2 separate regions of the Triticum aestivum genome follow, and region 1 is linked to region 2. Evidence: chromatin contacts called from public Hi-C data. All regions are on one chromosome and are shown on one strand. Each heading gives the region's core, a stretch centred on a gene start, on an enhancer-like site or on the middle of the called end of the contact. The rest is flanking DNA. Distances are from core to core; before and after follow the strand shown. Region 1 holds the start of LOC123136255. Region 2 holds the start of LOC123136202 (SAC3 family protein A).

Region 1 (3,746 bases), core at 426-2,925, 950 kb before region 2:
GCATATGGTCCGTTGTTTCTTCCTTAGGACAAGGCAAAATTTTCCACTCTTCACTCCTGTCCCCTTCAGTTTTCCCAATCATGCTCATTTCAGTAGAAGCTGCCATCCCAGATAATAAGTCCTTGGTGTCCACACCATGGCGCCTCTGCACACGCCTCCTTTTTGCTGGCTTCTTCACAGAGATGTCAACTTCACCACACTCTGTTTCACCAATATTGTTATGAACTATCGGTTCATTCTGAGGCTTCACAATGGGCCTTCCCTCTGCCAACTCTATGTTATCGTCAGGCTTTCGCTTACGAGGTCTTCCCCTACCTCTTTTGGGCTTCACATGACTAGGCTGCACTTCATTGGTGACAGTTGTGTCGATGCCATCCTCTGCCCATGCACTGCCAGATTGAAATGATGCAATTTCACCGTATCCCTTAGAGCGATAGAAAGACATAAGTTGAGAGCAAGCAATCACTAAATCCTGCAGAACACCTCCTTGGCAAGGGGACAGAGCCAGCAGCTTCATATAATGAAGAAGGTGTTCTGGACTGAAATATTGCAATATCTCAGCCTGGTTAACCTTAGAGCAAGTAACTCCAGCCTTGAGCCCAAAATTCCCACGCAGATAACACATGCCATTCTCAGAGAGGTATTCTGGGAGACAAGAGCAACTCGTGGCCGTCAATATCCGCGTTGAGAGTTCTTGAAGCGCAGAGTTAACTGCACTGGTGAAGGCATCAGAATTGCCTTGTTTCTCCATCTCTATACAGTTGTCCATGAAAGGCTTCAACTGGGATTCATGACACCACGCAAAAGAACCGTCGCCAAAAAATGCTACCAGATGGTGGCCCTCTTTCTGATGCTTCAATGCCAGCTCAGATGCATCTGAAGGATCAAAAATTGCACCAGGCCACCAGGGATGACCTTGCAATTTACCCCAGACAAGATCAGAAACTCGAAACCCATCTTTATCAAGGGGAGGAAGATGGTATCTAGTACGCTGATCATCTTCGTTCAATTCTGCAAGATTACAAAAATCAATTAGTCCGTGATGCCATACAAGTCGAAGGAACAAGGGGGTGGAATCAACATGCAGTAGATCAAACTAACCAGAGTCTGATGTCAGAGTATGCTTACCGGCTTCAGCATCATGTTGAGGTACGGCAGGATCAGAAATCTCCGCCGTGTCGGCGGCAATATTCTGTATCTGCGCCAGGCTACTACTCCCCTCCTCCTCGTCCTGCACCCCACCAGATTCCACCATCATGGCATCAAAATCTGCTTCGCCGAAACTCCCCTGCGCCATCGCCTCCCCGTCCGTAGCGGCATCCACCGGCGGCAGCTCGTCCCGCCCCTCCGGGTCCACCCCTCCCTCCACCCCCGAAAGCCAGATCATCGCGGCGAACCAACCCCCGGCGCTCCCTACTCGAATCTGTGGAATTGGGGCGGAGAGGTTAGTCGGCGCAAATTAAAGCCTCGAAATCCCCAATCGATCTCGCCGCCGCGGGAGGGGAGGGCGAGATACCTCGTGCACGGGCCGGCGGGAGCGGGAGGCCGGGGAGGGAGCTAGCGCGAGCGCGTCGGCCTGGCGGGTGGAGACGGAGGCTCTAGGGTTTGGTCTTCCGGGTGGCTTCGGCCTCTGAGGCTGCGCGCGCGCGGGCGATTTGGGTGGTGATATCGGCGAGCTGGGGAGCCGATTGGGAGGAGGAGACGGGGTGGGAAGTGGCCGAAAGGCCGGGCTTATGGGCTGGACCAACGGGCCTGCCGAGGGGTGGGCCGTGAGGTTGGTTCGTGGGCTGCTTTTGCCTAACTGGGCCGTGGGGTGTGCGTGCGTTTATCACGGCGGAGTGTGAGGCGCGGTGGGACTGAAATGTAGGGACAGGAACAGACGCCAGCCAGCCAGTGGGTCCGCGACGGCCTGACGGGGAGTGGACGTGCGTCAAGGCGGTTCGCCGTCGTTGACGAGGTTGCAGGCGGACGTGTCCGACTCCGGCGGCATCGACGGCATAGAGGGCGAGCCGGCAGAAGACAGAAGAAGGCTCTTTGAAAGAGGTTCACATTTTTGTTTTGCTCGATCTGTGGCAATGTTGATTGATGCTAGTTTTGCTGCCGTAAACATCATTAGATTTCCACTTGTTCTTGATGATTTTTGCATTTTGTCATCACACCGATAGGCGAAGAGCGCGGAGGGGGGCAATGGGGAAGAAGGTGAGGTGGTTTGACGCCGTGCAGAGGATCCTGAGCTCGTCGGAACCTGATCGCGAGGAGAAGGAAGGCAAGCAGGTAACTGAAACCGTGGGATTCTCTTGTCTTCATCGAATTCCAGTCGATGCAAATAACCGATCCGTATCGATGTTGTCGATCCAAGAAGCCGGCCGAGAGGCCGACGAGTAAATCGAGCTTCAAGAAGCTATGGCAGTTCGGCAAGTCCAGCACGTCCACTTCTTCCTCCTCCGCGACGCCGGAGACTGCTCCCGCGGCCCAGCAGCAGCCTCCTCCGCAGCCTGATCAGCAGGACGCTGTGGAGGCCAAGTCCGCCGGCACGACGAGCGAGCAAAACGATGGTGGACTCCGAGCCGCGGCGCTCGCCGCGCCGGTGGCTGCGCAGCAGCCGGCAGAGGCCACGGCCGTCGTCACGCCAAGAGCGCCCGCGCGGTCGAAGGAGGAGCTTGCCGTCGTCAGGATTCAGACGGCTTGCAGGGGCTACCTGGTAATGCATCAGCCATTGCCAAGCTTGTTTCTCTTGGGAGGCCAAAATCTGAATAGTTATCCTGAACGTTCAAGGATAAAAGAAAATTGGGCCATGCTCAGCAGAACTCAAGGAAGATGAAAGATTTGCATGATCACATTTCGATCTACTCGTAGTATATATCTAACATGTTGAAAACTTGGAAACATTTTATTCGCGTTCAGGTAAGGAAGGGGTACAAGGCGAGAGCACAGGCTCGGCTGATGTCGCTGCTGGAGGGGGTCGCCGTGAAGCGCCAGACGGAGGATGCGCTGTACAGCATGCAGATGATGACGAGGGTTCAGACGCAGATATACGCCAGGAGGGTCAACAAGGACAAGGCTCTCAAGAGTCAGGCCCAGCCTAAGCAAGGGCCTGACAAAACCAAGGTGCGGAGCATCATCTCATAGCTAGCTCAACGTAACCTGGCCGGTGTGCTGCTGCTGACATTATTTAGCGCAGATTGGTGAAGGCTGGGATCACACTCACCAGTCCAAGGAGCAGATCGAGGCCACGCTCGCGACGAAGCAGGAGGCCGCGTCGAGGCGGCAGAGGGCCCTGTCCTACGCCTTATCTCACCAGGTAGCCGTCGGATCTCCATTGTCGATGGCGCTGTGGCTCGACGTGTTCATGTCCTCTGCTGAACTCACTCTGCATGCGCTGTCTCGGTTGCAGTGGAGGAACAGGAGCCCTTCTTCTTCATCTTCCTCGGGGCGAGGGAGAGTGACACCCACGCTGTCGCACCCTCCAACGTTCATGGACCCTGGCTGCCCCAACTGGGGCTGGAGCTTGGCGGAGCGCTGTATGGCGGCGTCCAGGCCGTGGGAGAGCCAGACCGCGCCGCCGGACGTCAAGGACCGCGCTGCTCCCGCGAAGAGCGTCGGCCGGGCCGCCAGCCCGAGGGTGTCCATCTCAGTCCAGATTCCCACCACGCCGACGGGCAGGTCCGCTCGGCCGGCCGGCCGGTCGTCGCCGTCGACCCCGACGCAGTCGCGGTCCCCCTCGGCGCTGGGGAAGACGGTCGCGT
Region 2 (3,949 bases), core at 832-3,331:
AGTCCGTGCTTTATTCGGTCAAGCAAACTAGTGAACATAACTAAGTGTAAAATCACATGGGGCGTTACATGTATTATGTACGGAAGAATATGTGTGATGCGTGTAAACTAAGCAACTAATGCACTAATTGATACACTAATTGCTAGTTACTTTCATAACCAAGCGCCGGGCATGCATACATACTCCTACGAGTACTAGTTAAATTGTGAGATTCGAAACTCATCTAGCGGCTGGCCTGACGTCTGCCACAACCAACAAGTATTTGCCAGAGGACGCGCCCCCGCTGCACTTTCGAAAACAAGGTATTGCATGGGGTATCGTACATATCGGTTTTTTCGGTGTATTCGGTTTTTGGACACTGGAAACTGAACAGAAACCAAACACCGAACAGCCTTAAAATTTCCCACCGAACAAAAAATCGAATCACCGAATTAATAGATAAATCGGTTAATATGGTTCGGCTCGGTTCGGTTTTTCGGTTTTCGGTTCAAAAGTCCCCACCCCTATTCCCAATGCATTTTTTACCCGCTTCACAATTAGTCAAAAAAAAAAAATCTATATGCACACTTTTCACCGGGGGAGGGAGTATCAGTGTGTAACTTCACACCCATTTCCTCTTCTCTAACTCTAGTATTTCTCGGAGATGACGATCGCTCGGAAGAAACAGAGTGCCAATGATAATCCAATTCACTTCACTTGTTGGGAACCGGCACGCTCTCTCTACGATCAATCTACGTGAGCCCCTAGCCATTGGTGCAGTTGACACCAACGACTTTTGAAAATCCTTCACTGATTCAATCTTGAATTTTCGAAAACGTCAGACAATCTGCTTGTAAGAGCCACTGTTAGACTAGGCACACTCCGTTGCCGTTTCATTTTTCGCGCCGTCGCGCACGAGCACCACAGAAGCGAAACTGAATTCGCACCAAGGAATCGCACAGACAGCGCGGCAACGAGCGGAAAAGGTTTCGAGCTGGCGCGTCACGGAACGAAAATTTTCAGGCGCGCCCCGCCAATCTACCGCGCCGAGACTCCCGCCACGTCACGGATCCGCGGCATCCATACCCGGATCGCGGTCTCGACCTTCGCAATTCTTTGGCACGCATCGCCTTCCTCCCACCCCTTTTAATCCCCTCCCCTCCTTCCCCCAAATCAGAACACCACAATCCACGACCGCTCCCTCGACCCGCATCCGCTCGCAGCTCGAACCAAACAGAGATCGTCAGCCATGTCCGGGCGCGGCAAGGGAGGCAAGGGGCTCGGCAAGGGCGGCGCCAAGCGCCACAGGAAGGTGCTGCGCGACAACATCCAGGGCATCACCAAGCCGGCGATCCGGAGGCTCGCTCGGAGGGGCGGCGTGAAGCGCATCTCGGGGCTCATCTACGAGGAGACCCGCGGCGTGCTCAAGATCTTCCTCGAGAACGTCATCCGCGACGCCGTCACCTACACCGAGCACGCCCGCCGCAAGACCGTCACCGCCATGGACGTCGTCTACGCGCTCAAGCGCCAGGGCCGCACCCTCTACGGCTTCGGCGGCTAGGCGTCAATCTCCGTCCGCAACCCGTCGCCTCCTCGCCTTCAGCCAACAACTCCGCCCCGCCGTGGCTGCAGCCTGCAGACGCGAGAAAACTGTCATATCTTTCGTTCAGTAGCTGTAGCCGGAACAAATGTTGCCTGTTCACCCATCTGTCTATCGCAGAATGTCTCTAGTTACCTTGTAGCTCCATGAGCCCAGTCATGAGATCGAATATATATCGTCTTCCCGTGCAAATGACGCGAGTTCGATGGGATGTTATGATTTACTGTCCTGTTCCTGAATGAATTCCTACGGCTCTCTGAATCTCCCCACATCTCTCTGATAACTGAATCTCCGGAGAGTCCGTTTCTCCGAAGAAGGCAGAGTTGCTAAACATCTCTCTGATAACTGAATCTCCGGAGAGTCTGTTTCTCCGAAGAAGGCAGAGTTGCTAAACAGTAGCCGGGCTCAAATAAAGCAGGCCGCAGGCCCATCTATCGAAGGCCCACGGCCCGTTCACGCAAGCGCCGCGGTTATTCATTCCGTCTCCGGCACGTTCTCCCCTCTCATCCGTCTCCGACGAACTCGTTACGACACCCAACCAAACCGCAGCGCAACGCATCCGAAAAGGGCAACCAAAAAAGTTCGCTGCTCCTTTCTCCCACATCTCGCTTTCTGCATCCTCCTCTTCCCACCCTCGCTTTCTGCATCGCCGCTTCCACCCCCCGAAAATCTCCCCTCAATCCCGACCACTCGATTTCCCCCTGAATCCTCCCCGCTGAACCAACCCGTTGACCCGATCTCTCCGTGTTTTTTTTTCAATTCAATTCGTCCGCCGTCGATTCTCCTCTGTTCGTCGTCTCTGACGGCCGCGGCGGCGGCGGTTGACCTTGTTGCCGCTAGGGTTGGTTCGGGCGCGGGGACGATGGCCAGCCACGGAGCTGCGCCGGCCGCCGGATCCGACGCCGCGCGCGTCGAGGTATGCCACGTGACCCGCCTATTGATTTCTGTTTTAGTATTTTCAGAGAAAGTGTATTACGGATGGTTTGGTTCCTGCCATAAGCTCCGTGCATTGGCATGTTCTTATCACGGCAGTTGTAGAGGATTCAGCCCTGTGATGATGTGCTGTGCAATTAATTGCGTGCATAAGACGTGCTCCAACTAAGTTGACGATTGTGGCTTGGAAAAATAAAATGATTCTAGCTGATTTTTTGTAGCTCATGCAAGTGTTGTTTTGTCGTGTTTTGTGCCAATTTTCCCCTTACATGAGGTTATTCAATGGCCTTGCTGCAGTAGTGTGTATAAGTACGTCGTGGGCTGGTGCTACTTACTCAGTTAATTTATTTCACCAATGCTGCGATGCACAACTAAAACATTTTATACCCTCCGCAAAACCGAACTTGCCTTTTAGATTAACGCCGCACTGAGGACAACCCTTTTGTAGTTGGTCACGGTGCCCATTAGAATCTATCTATCTGAATGATGATTAATTTTCTTTGCTAATGGCAGGTCAGCGGCACAGGCCAGACAAACCAGCCTGCTTATCCGCCTTTAGTTTCTGGGGATCATTCATGGTCCACTACAACTGGCGCAGCAGCAGCAGGTTCGTGGAACTATCCAGTGGCCAATCAAAGTCAAGATGCAGTATACTATGATCCACAGAGGGATGTATCGGTTTCAGGAGATAATCAAAATGTGGCAAGCAGTGCGCCTCCTGCTGTACAGTCGACTATGGGCTTGACAAATGCAAGTCATTCTCATGTGCCTTACTCAAGTTCACTTCAGCATGGCTACAATCCTGCAGAATATGCAAACTATTACTATAACTACCCACAAGCAACAAATAGTTGTTCTGTGCAGCAAGGAGGAGCAAACCAACATTCAGGTGCAGCTTATCAGCCTCTTACTTCATTTCAGAATTCTGGGTCTTACGTTGATCCTACAAGTAACACATATTACAATGCTGGTGGTCACCAGACTGCGCCAGGATATGCAACCACCAACTATTATTATCAGACCGACACTCGTAATGATGGAAGCTCAGGAAACAATTATGCCCAGTCATACCAGAACTACCCATCCTCTGATACCAATGCAGCCCAAAGTTCCAGTGCAGTGCCTGCCAATTCTTTCTCATATCAGCAACAGTACAACCAGTGGCCATACTATTACAATCACTCTGTGCCAACTCCTGCTGGCAATCCAGTTGCTGGGAGCAGCAACATAGATAATACAGTCGTTAACACCACTTCTGGTTACTCTTATCCTAGTATGGAGCCACCTCCGCCGGGTACTACGCCATGGAAAAGTAATTCAAGCGCTTCTGTTGCACCTCCTGTACAGGTATGTTGCTTCCTTTCACTATAAATTATTAGTTACCGTATATAGCTTTTTCCATCAGACTCCGTCAATTGTTTCTCACAAGTTTTAGTC

The links. A called contact is a pair of places that touch in the nucleus more often than the background predicts.
Region 1: a Hi-C map of leaf shows a contact between it and region 2, with 3 times the contacts expected there. The contact joins the promoter of LOC123136255 here to the promoter of LOC123136202 in region 2. A contact is called at or near these places in 2 of 5 Hi-C or Micro-C datasets (both in leaf).

The regions. Positions count from the first base shown.
Region 1 is chr1B:523,918,632-523,922,377 of IWGSC CS RefSeq v2.1, reverse strand. LOC123136255 reads right to left here and starts at 1,675. Exons shown (of 4, transcript XM_044555600.1): 1 at 1,517-1,675; 2 at 1,129-1,423; 3 at 1-1,011. The coding sequence starts at 1,387. It overlaps LOC123136264 (protein IQ-DOMAIN 3), which reads left to right and starts at 1,816. Exons shown (of 6, transcript XM_044555617.1): 1 at 1,816-2,043; 2 at 2,166-2,274; 3 at 2,363-2,701; 4 at 2,905-3,108; 5 at 3,182-3,301; 6 at 3,395-3,746. The coding sequence starts at 2,188.
Region 2 is chr1B:522,968,846-522,972,794 of IWGSC CS RefSeq v2.1, reverse strand. LOC123136202 (SAC3 family protein A) reads left to right here and starts at 2,081. Exons shown (of 13, transcript XM_044555549.1): 1 at 2,081-2,495; 2 at 3,026-3,859. The coding sequence starts at 2,442. LOC123136230 (histone H4) reads left to right here. Exons shown (of 2, transcript XM_044555565.1): 2 at 1,541-1,771.